Linked DNA regions of Gossypium hirsutum: region 1 is linked to region 2. Evidence: chromatin contacts called from public Hi-C data. All regions are on one chromosome and are shown on one strand. The core of a region is the stretch at or near the end of the contact, and the rest is flanking DNA. Distances in the headings are between cores, read along the strand shown.

What was found. A called contact is a pair of places that touch in the nucleus more often than the background predicts.
Region 1: a Hi-C map of leaf shows a contact between it and region 2, with 2.1 times the contacts expected there. The contact joins the promoter of LOC107905971 here to the promoter of LOC107905993 in region 2. A contact is called at or near these places in 2 of 34 Hi-C or Micro-C datasets (both in leaf).

What each region holds. Positions count from the first base shown.
Region 1 is chrD05:13,088,559-13,093,246 of Gossypium_hirsutum_v2.1, reverse strand. LOC107905971 (F-box protein At5g46170) reads left to right here and starts at 2,802. Exons shown (of 3, transcript XR_001686641.2): 1 at 2,802-4,360.
Region 2 is chrD05:12,785,155-12,789,837 of Gossypium_hirsutum_v2.1, reverse strand. LOC107905993 reads right to left here and starts at 2,137. Exons shown (of 1, transcript XM_016832801.2): 1 at 1,499-2,137. The coding sequence starts at 2,005. The coding sequence ends at 1,730. It overlaps LOC107905991 (glutathionyl-hydroquinone reductase YqjG), which reads left to right. Exons shown (of 7, transcript XM_041093817.1): 4 at 1-19; 5 at 128-352; 6 at 462-590; 7 at 805-1,309. The coding sequence ends at 1,038. It also overlaps the pseudogene LOC107905994.

The DNA.
Region 1 (4,688 bases), core at 1,553-4,052, 300 kb before region 2:
TGTGATAAGTAGAGTTCATAAAATAATTTCTCTAGGGAAATAATAATTATAACTAGGGCCAAAAACACAACTTATAATAGTTTTTCTTTTCTTTTCTTTTCTTTTTCTGCCCATGCTCATTAATCCTTTAATTTAATTTTTTTTAAATTGGGTATTTTTTTCTCAAATTTTTTAATTATTTTGTTCACATTAGTCCGAAACTAGGTAATTTTTCTTAAATTTGATCATTGAACTTGATTTCATTGACGTGTGATGATATGACACTAAAATTATATTATGTCATCTTATAGAAATTTTAATATATATAATCTAAATGAAATTCAAAAATATAAAAATTATTTTACAAAAAATTCCGAGTGATGTCGTGGCACAAATTGAGACTAAATTGAGAATAATTATCAAGTTCCGAGACTATAAGTGAAAAAAATCTAAGTACCAATGTGAGAAAAGTTGTTAAGTTCAAAGACCAAATAGTGCATTAACATTTATTTCTAATTAAACATGTAATAGGTAAAGCTACAACCCAGTGTGACTCAACTATTAGCAAGTTTACACTTTGATTACTTAATTTTAAAAAGTTATAAGTTGGTCATTAAACTATTAGTAAGTTTATAAGTTTAAACTTTGCTTACTCAATTTTTGCACCATTACTCTCTAACCTAATAATTCAAACAATATCAACAACAACTCAAGCACCAAACCCTAACAAAACCATTGACAACCCCATGCCTCGCCTTTAACCCTACCAACTTCATTTCCTTTTTGACCAAAGTCATAGCCCAAGATAATCCACAATCAAGTTATTCACACTCTTACCTTGAACTAGCAACCAAATATCATCACAACTATAGTCAACACAAACAAAAATGCTAAGAAAAATTTAAAAAAAAAAGGAAGAAAATCTCCTACTTCAGTTAGCCTCAAACATGACCTACAAAAGCAAAAGGGACTGAATAAAATCAGAGAAAATGGAATAAAATATAAAAAAGGAAACTCAAACGTACTCGATTCAGCCAAGAGTTGCTCAAGTGTTCTAGGCAATGAATGTTCAATCCAAATGGTCAAGGATAAAGCCTCGCCACTGAAAAGAATATATTGGAGTCAAACGACCAATGATGATGGACGAAGATTGACGAGCTTTTTCGTTAGGGTTTCGGGTTTAAATCAGTGGAGTTTTCAACCATTTTAAGAAAAATTAAACCATGAAGTTGAAAGTGGAGGGAAAAAATTGATTCAATGTGTTCATTTATCGAAGGAGGAGGTCGAACAATGGTGAGAATGCTGAAATACAACTATGAAGGAGGTTCCTGAATCACTAAAACATTCGAATAGTTTAACGACCAACTTGTAACATTTTCTTTAAAAAAATTGAGTTACCAAAGTATAAACTTACTAATAACTAAATGATCTCAAGTGTAATTTATCTTACGATGAATAGTGAGTAATAACCAAATCTAACATCCATTACCAAATTAATAGGCTAGTGACTAAATTATAATTTTTTAAAGTTAAGTGACTAATAATTAAGTAATAATTGAATAATCTTTTACCAGAATGTAATATAGGGGAAGAAAAGAACTTCCATTAATGTTTAATGAATTCAATAAAAGTAATGCATTAAATGCAAATATCAATTAAATCAACCATTTGTTAAATTTATTTTTCTTGAGATGTATTGTTAGAAAAAAAAGATCCAAATTTATTTGTCAAAACAAAACCTCTTATAAGTTAATTAGGAGGATCCATCAGATGTTATTTCGATTTAGACAGTGGAACATTAGACACACTTTTAGCGAGGATAATAAAAAAGCTGATCACTTGATCAGTTTGGTCCAGCATGGAACATATAATTTACTATTGTCTGAGACATCCCTGTTGAGGGGATAGTCTAGTTTTTGTAATTAGTTTAATTATAATATTTAAAAAAAACAAAGAAAAAAACAAAATATCTTCCAACCAATACCAAACGTAATTCTTCTTTTGCCATATATTCCTTTTTCATCTTTGTAAGAAATATATATATATATGTATTTTTTATGCGTTCGAATTAAGGATGTTTTGCACAAACTTTACTCTTTTCCAGAAACTAAATGAACATATAGGAAATACGGTTGCCAACAAATTTGAGTTCGTTTATGCTTAATTGGTACATTTGGAAGATGGCACCGAAAGCAGGGTCGCTAAATGAATTAACCACTCATTAAGCTTCCTTAATCACATTAACCCCATAACAAGAAACCACATGAGATGTGACTTAACGCCAAAAAAATTATGCCTACATCATGTGCTTGCTTTTACTTGTACATAATATATTAACTCAAATCGTATTTGGTGTTTGACTTTTAATTTTCGTTTTATGTATGGAATTATATTGATGAGTAGAATTTTTAGATTTTACACATAGTACCAGAGTTAAGAGGTTATATTAAAATATTAAAAATAAATCACTTGATAAATTTTTAAAACTACTTATAAAATAAAAAAATATACATATGGTCAGCGTATCAAACATTAATCGTTTATATATATATATGTGATATGTTGAGGGTGTATAGAAGTAAAAATTACCTGATGCAACATAAACGTTTATAACTTTTAAATTGACTGCACATCTTTTATTTAAATTGATTGTATTGTTAAGAATTTCAACTCATGATCGTAATTGCTATACCAATCACTTAATAAATACTTTTTTTATTAAATTTTAAGTCATGGTATTTTCTGGGGTACTATAATTGAACTGGTAAATTAACATATGTCAAACTTTTTTATCAGTTAAACATTTTGGATATTTTGAAATGCAAAATATACAGATGAATGTATGTATTGCCATATATTGTGAAAAGGAAAAAAAGTGTGGAAGTGCAAGAATAAGCTATCTTAAGAAATGAGTAGGTAAATTAGGTCATTATTAAGATTTAAGAATTATTTATTATTGTAAATTAATTTTCCCAGCGCTCTTCAACTCACAAACAACGACATGGCACCCAAATTTCATCCCTTTCCAATTCCACCCTACCTTTCCTTTCCCTTCCCTTAAAAACAACCAGCTTTTTCCAGTTTCCCCCCAATTAACCATTTCTCTCCCCTCTCAAACCCACCTTTTTTCCTCTTTAGAATTCCGTAGAACGGATACTTCAACGGGAAAAAAAAAAAACCTGATGTCTTCGGTTTACTCAGATCCGATCCATGGAACCCACCCGGAACCAATCGATCACTTCGACCGTCTTCCCGATTCTCTTCTCCTTTTAGTCTTCAACATGATCGGCGACGTGAAAGCGCTTGGCCGATGCTGCGTTGTTTCGCGTCGTTTCCACGCCCTCGTCCCTCAAGTTGAAAACGTCGTCGTTCGTGTCGATTGCGTCATCTCAGACGACGATTGTTCCCCTTCTTCCTCTGTCAAATCACGTGCCGCCGGTCCATTTTCCACCCTCTTCCGTCTCGTTTTCGGTGGCATTGTCAAGCCCCTCCAAGCTTTGGGCCAATTCCTTGGCCCCGAACGCCCCTCTCTCAACAAAACGCTCAATACCTCTTCATCTTCCTCTTTATCTGTCGGTCTCGGCGGAGGTGAGGATGGGGAAATGGACCAAGGTGGGGTTACCCATCATTCTCCGACGCAAGTGCTTAGAAATTTCAACGAGCTTCGTTTCCTCCGAATTGAATTGCCCGGCGGCGAGTTAGGGATCGATGACGGAGTTCTGCTGAAATGGAGAGCCGATTTCGGATCAACCCTTGACAGCTGCGTAATCCTCGGAGCTGCTTCTGTTTTTAACAATGTGCATTTCCAAGTACCAGGGCATGGGAACGATGGATTTTGCATCAACAACGGTTCTAATGTCGGCAACGGTGATGATAATGGGAGTATCCCTGAGTCGTTTTATACCAATGGAGGCTTGAAATTAAGGGTTGTTTGGACTATTAGCTCGTTAATCGCAGCATCAGCGAGGCATTATTTGCTTCAATCCATAATTGCAGAGCATAAGACGCTGGATAGCTTGGTTTTGACCGATGCGGATGGACAAGGGGTGCTTTGTATGAACGGTGAGCAGCTTGAGGAGTTAAGAGTGAAACCATTATCAGCTTCTTCTGCTTCAAAAAGGACGCTGGTGCCGGCTCTGAATATGAGGCTTTGGTATGCTCCTCATTTGGATTTGCCTGATGGGGTTGTTTTACAAGGTGCCACTTTGGTTGCTATCAGGCCTAGTGAACAATCTGCTTCGAAAAAAGAGGTTTCGGATGCTTCTTGGTTATCATCTGCTTTTGAAGAGCCTTATGGGACTGCAGCTAAGATGCTGGTTAAGAGAAGGACTTACTGTCTGGAGATGAACTCGTTCTGATGCCTGCTTCCTGTTCTGTAAAGGTAAAAGTTTCTTATTTGTTGGATTTACTTGAAGATGTTGATTAATTTGCTAGAAAACTGTTTGATGTTCGAATTGTTCATGTCAGTATGAAGATTGTTTTGGGATTCACTTATTCACTGTTATACCTTTTTTAATTTAAAGGTTCTGAGCGACGAAATTACTCTTGATGTCTTTTGCTTATGCATATGAATGTGTTGGAATTACTTTCTTTCTTGATCATTTTGATTGTTAAAATTTTTTAATTAAATTACAGGGGAAAGCAAGCATGATTATAATTTATGTTTCCGTCTTCAGTTGCAAGAAAACATCATGGAACGCATGTGGTGT
Region 2 (4,683 bases), core at 888-3,387:
TGGGAAGTACACAGTCCCTGTAAGTTCATAAAGTATTAAAAGCGCCTCCCACCTCTCATTCTGTTTTTCCGTTACATTTCCATGTTCAAGTTCTTTCAATTTATTTGTGCTTTCTGTTATATTATAGGTCCTATGGGACAAGAAGTTCAAGACTATTGTTAGTAACGAGAGTGCTGAGATAATCCGCATGCTTAATACCGAATTCAACGATATAGCTGAGAATCCTGCTGTGGACCTATATCCTCCACATTTGAGAGCCGAAATTGACAAGACGAATGAGTGGATATACAGCGGAATCAATAACGGTGTTTACAAATGCGGGTTTGCTAGAAAACAAGAGCCTTATGATGAGGTATTTTCATGTGGTTGTTATCTTCGGTTCAATGCGAGACTTGTCGGTCTTTACATTCTTGAAAGAGTTATATTCTTCTCTAAAGCATGTATTGTCATTGGACCATCAGGCTGTAAAACAACTATATGACGCTTTGGACCAATGTGAGGAGATTCTTTCCAAGCAGCGGTACCTTTGTGGAAACATTCTAACCGAGGCAGATATTCGACTGTTTGTAACCCTCATAAGATTCGATGAGGTATTTCATTTTGCCCGTACAGCTTTCTAATATTATGTATTTGAGATAAACTAAAAACACCTTCAATGGTGACCATAACGTTCATTGCTTGAACTCAGACAGAGGCAAAGGAAAAAAGCTTTGATTTTCTTTTTGAAAAAAAGATGGAAAACCTTGACATCTTTGCAATAAAATCGTTTCATGCCCATTGATGACGAGTTTGTTTACATAACAGGTCTATGTCGTACATTTCAAGTGCAACAAAAAGCTTCTACGGGAGTACCCGAATTTGTACAACTATACCAAGGACATTTACCAAATTCCAGGCATGAGCAGCACGGTGAATGTGCAACACATCAAGCGCCACTACTATGGTAGCCACCCTTCTATAAATCCATTCGGGATAATCCCTGTTGGCCCAAATATTGACTATTCTTCTCCTCATGACCGAGCACGGTTTACTGCTTAGGAAGTATGTATCCCATAGTAGAAGCTCTTGTTTATTTGTTCAATGATGCACCGATGCTCGCTGTTGCGGTCGACAACTCCCCTTGCATTTAAGATGAATTAATTCTGGAAAAGACATTATATGTTATACTCTCGTAGATCAAAGTTTTTAGTTTTTACATTGTGGCAGGTTGTTTCTAGTTACCAATAAATACCTGGAAGGGGAACGATGGTCGCTTCAGTATTTTCTTTGATAATCAGCTTAATATGCATACAAGCAGTATATGGAATTATATATATTTGTATCTAATCAAAGTTTTACAGTGTCATTTGTGATTAAAACTAACGAAATATTCGTCTTAGTTATGGACATTTGAAGTTTTCCAGTTCTGGGTGGTTCGAGTTTAGAGGAACAGAAAATTCTTGGTGGTCTAGAGAGAGAGAGAGAGATAGGCGTATGTATATGAAATGCAAATGAAAAATAATAAAAGATAAAACTTTATTAGCTATCCAGAAGTGATGTAATGTAATCTAAATTCAATATTTGAAATGATATAAACGCCATTCAGAAGTAATCACACTGTTAATAATCTATGTGTATAAACCATAAAATTCTGATGTTATTTACCAACAAATACAAAATTTGTATCACTCTTCTCCTCAAAAGAGGTCAAAATGGTAATTTTCCTAAGGGAAAAGAATCTCAGGATCGTTCAATCTGGTTGATGAGAAGAAATGCAGACTGAGAGAGAAAGCTGGGCCTGCTGGCACTGGGACCGCTTCAGCCGGGTTCCACCGCTGCCGCACAGTGTCCTAACCGCCTCCGATTCTTCGGGGCACACAAACGAGACCAAGCACTCCGCTAGGGCTCGGTTCAAGTGCCGACATGCCGCGTCCCGCGTCGCACCAGGTCCGAAACGTTGGTGGCACTCGCTTAGCGCCCTCTGGAGATTCTCGCACCCGGTTCGATCGCGGCCGACTTCTTCCATGTTTATTGTCTGCGACCGCGTCACGCTTCGATCAAAAAGATCCAAATCATTGAAAAGAAAAGGAAGAAAAGGTATCACTTATCACAAGATTGTTTATGATGATGATGATATATCAAAAGCTAAGGGCGTGTGCCGCGTAGTAACTAGTACTAAAAGTTTTTATTATATAAAGGAAAGGGTTTTAAACTTTTTAAAATAAAATAAAATGAAATAAAAATGATTTATTAATTAAAAAAAAACAAAACAAAGTCGAAGAATTATGCGAATTTAATCCAATCCAAAAGAAAGATTAAAAAAAGAAGAAATGAGGAGCAAAAGACTTGACCAAAAAGGCCTCAAAGTGAGTGGTGTCACAAAATGAGCGATGGGTGAATTGTGGTGGGAATCCATATGTTTCATTGGGTACATGGATTCAATAATTGCAATGTTGAACTTTTCTCCATGGACGCTTTCACTTTCTCCATTTCTAATCAATGATGCAAAATAATCATATACTACAAGTCATGAACGAACTGTACCTGAAATATGTCCTCTCCCCCCACAAACTTTTCTATTCTATTGCTGCATTATATTCCACTTTAAATCTTGGCAATTTGATTTCTATAAAACTTTAGGATAAAATTTGATAATTCCTTAGTTTTGCCAATTATGCGGTGACATTCTGCAAATTTAATTTATGTCCATTCAAGCTTAATTAATTAATTTATACTCCTGGGTAAGTGTATGATGCTAGTAATGGAAAATCGCACAAACGAATTTCACTCTTTTAGATAAAACCCATTAAATGAGAGAGAAAAAAAAGTAAAAGTGATAAAAACAATAATAATAAATTGGGGATGTTGAGGGCTTCTTCAACCACCAAATTTGACCCCATATGCCCCCACACTACATCTATTTTCTATCTTATATTATATGATAACGACCCAACCTTTAAATCATAACCTCAAATATATTTTAATTATCTCTATCCCAATAACCAAAAGCAAAAAAATCAAAGATGATAATAAGGGAAATTAAAGAAAAAAGATTATTACTACTAAAATCCTAAATCTGAAATGAATGAATAGGTGGGATTTAGAATTATTTCGGAGAAGAATTTGTGCTGCTTTTGGGGAGCAAATATGGATGGCCCCTATTTTTTTCTCCATTATTCTAAAAATATCAATGTCTAAGAAAAAAAAGAGAAAAGAGTTATTTTACTCTTTGCCCCATTTCTTCCTCCATTATATATTTTCTCTTTATCATGCTTGCACTTTCTTTTCCACCATTATATGCCCAGCCATTCAATGAAATGAAGACTGAATAAATGAAAGAAAGAAAGAAAGGTATTTTCTTTTCTTTTTCACCCAATTTTATTTATATTTTCCACGTTAAAAATCTCATCATTGGAATAGTTCCTAGATAAGTCTATATTCCGTAATGCAATATGTAATATCTCTATTTATTAATTTAAAATTTTGCTATTGACAACAAGAAGAAGAAAAAAGATATATTTGCTTGGCCACAGCACTATAGCAAGTAGCAGCTAGCAGATATTTGGGGCCTTTGCTCTTTCTCTCTCTAATTAGAGCCATCTTTCTTTCCTTTACTAAGAAAAAAGCTTCAATCTTTCTAAATTCAGTGCTTCTCTTTTCTTTTCTTTTTTTCGTGGAGATACAAATAGAATAACACAGTCACAGTGAGTGTCACTAAAGCATGGAAATCTCCAAAGGGCTTGACTTGGAGTCCTCTATACCAGCTCCATCATTGTTTATAGGTGAGTTTTAGCTTACTATATGCTTAGGATTCTCGATAAAGGTTATATCTTTTGCTGGGTTTGCATCTAAATTTGTCCAAATATTTTATCTCTTCTTTTGAGTTTTTAATTATTTTTTTAATAATTTCCGGGGATTTAATATGTTGAATTGTTGCCTTTTAGCTTTCTGGGTTTTCATTAGTCCATTATTGCTCAACTCCTAAAATAGCCATATCCGAAAGGTTCAAAATTTTCCTTCACTTCTTTTCAACATCCTCCAATAAAAAGGGTATCTATTTTGGCTATTGTTTATCTCTCTGCTGATATCAAACCTGTTATCCCCATTGGTCATATTTTCTCTCACACTCTTACATGCCTCTTCCAGCTTGGAGAGGATGATATCATCATTCCATCTGGATTAGCTTTCAGTTTTGAAAACACTCTTGGAAGGATTTTCCTCCTTCTATGGCCACTGGACATTGAATGTAATGATGTCCTGTTTTTGTTTCTATTTATTTATTTATTTGTGTAAATTATTGATTATAGGGTAGTTATCTGTTCTATCGAATCTATCCATATTTAATAAGTTAGCTTGGATTAACATTTCATAGATTTGTATTGTATCAGTATTCTCTCTCTGTAAGGGGTTAGAGTTCACAGCTCTTGAATCTTATTTCTCTCTTATTTTTTTCATTTGATCTTTTGCCATTTGCAGTTGTTCTGGTTTGCCATTTAACTACAATTGTTTATCTACTTAATAACTATCAATTTTTCCACTGTTGGTATTATAAGTAGAATTGCATGTAATCGAATAACTAAGTTTGGTTTGCTTTATATTAGTAAGATATGTTCTGAGTTTTGAGACAAATTGAATTATATGGTTTAAGAGAGCTGAACGATGGAGCGGACCAGATTGGATTTAAGATTTCATAACTCTGGATCA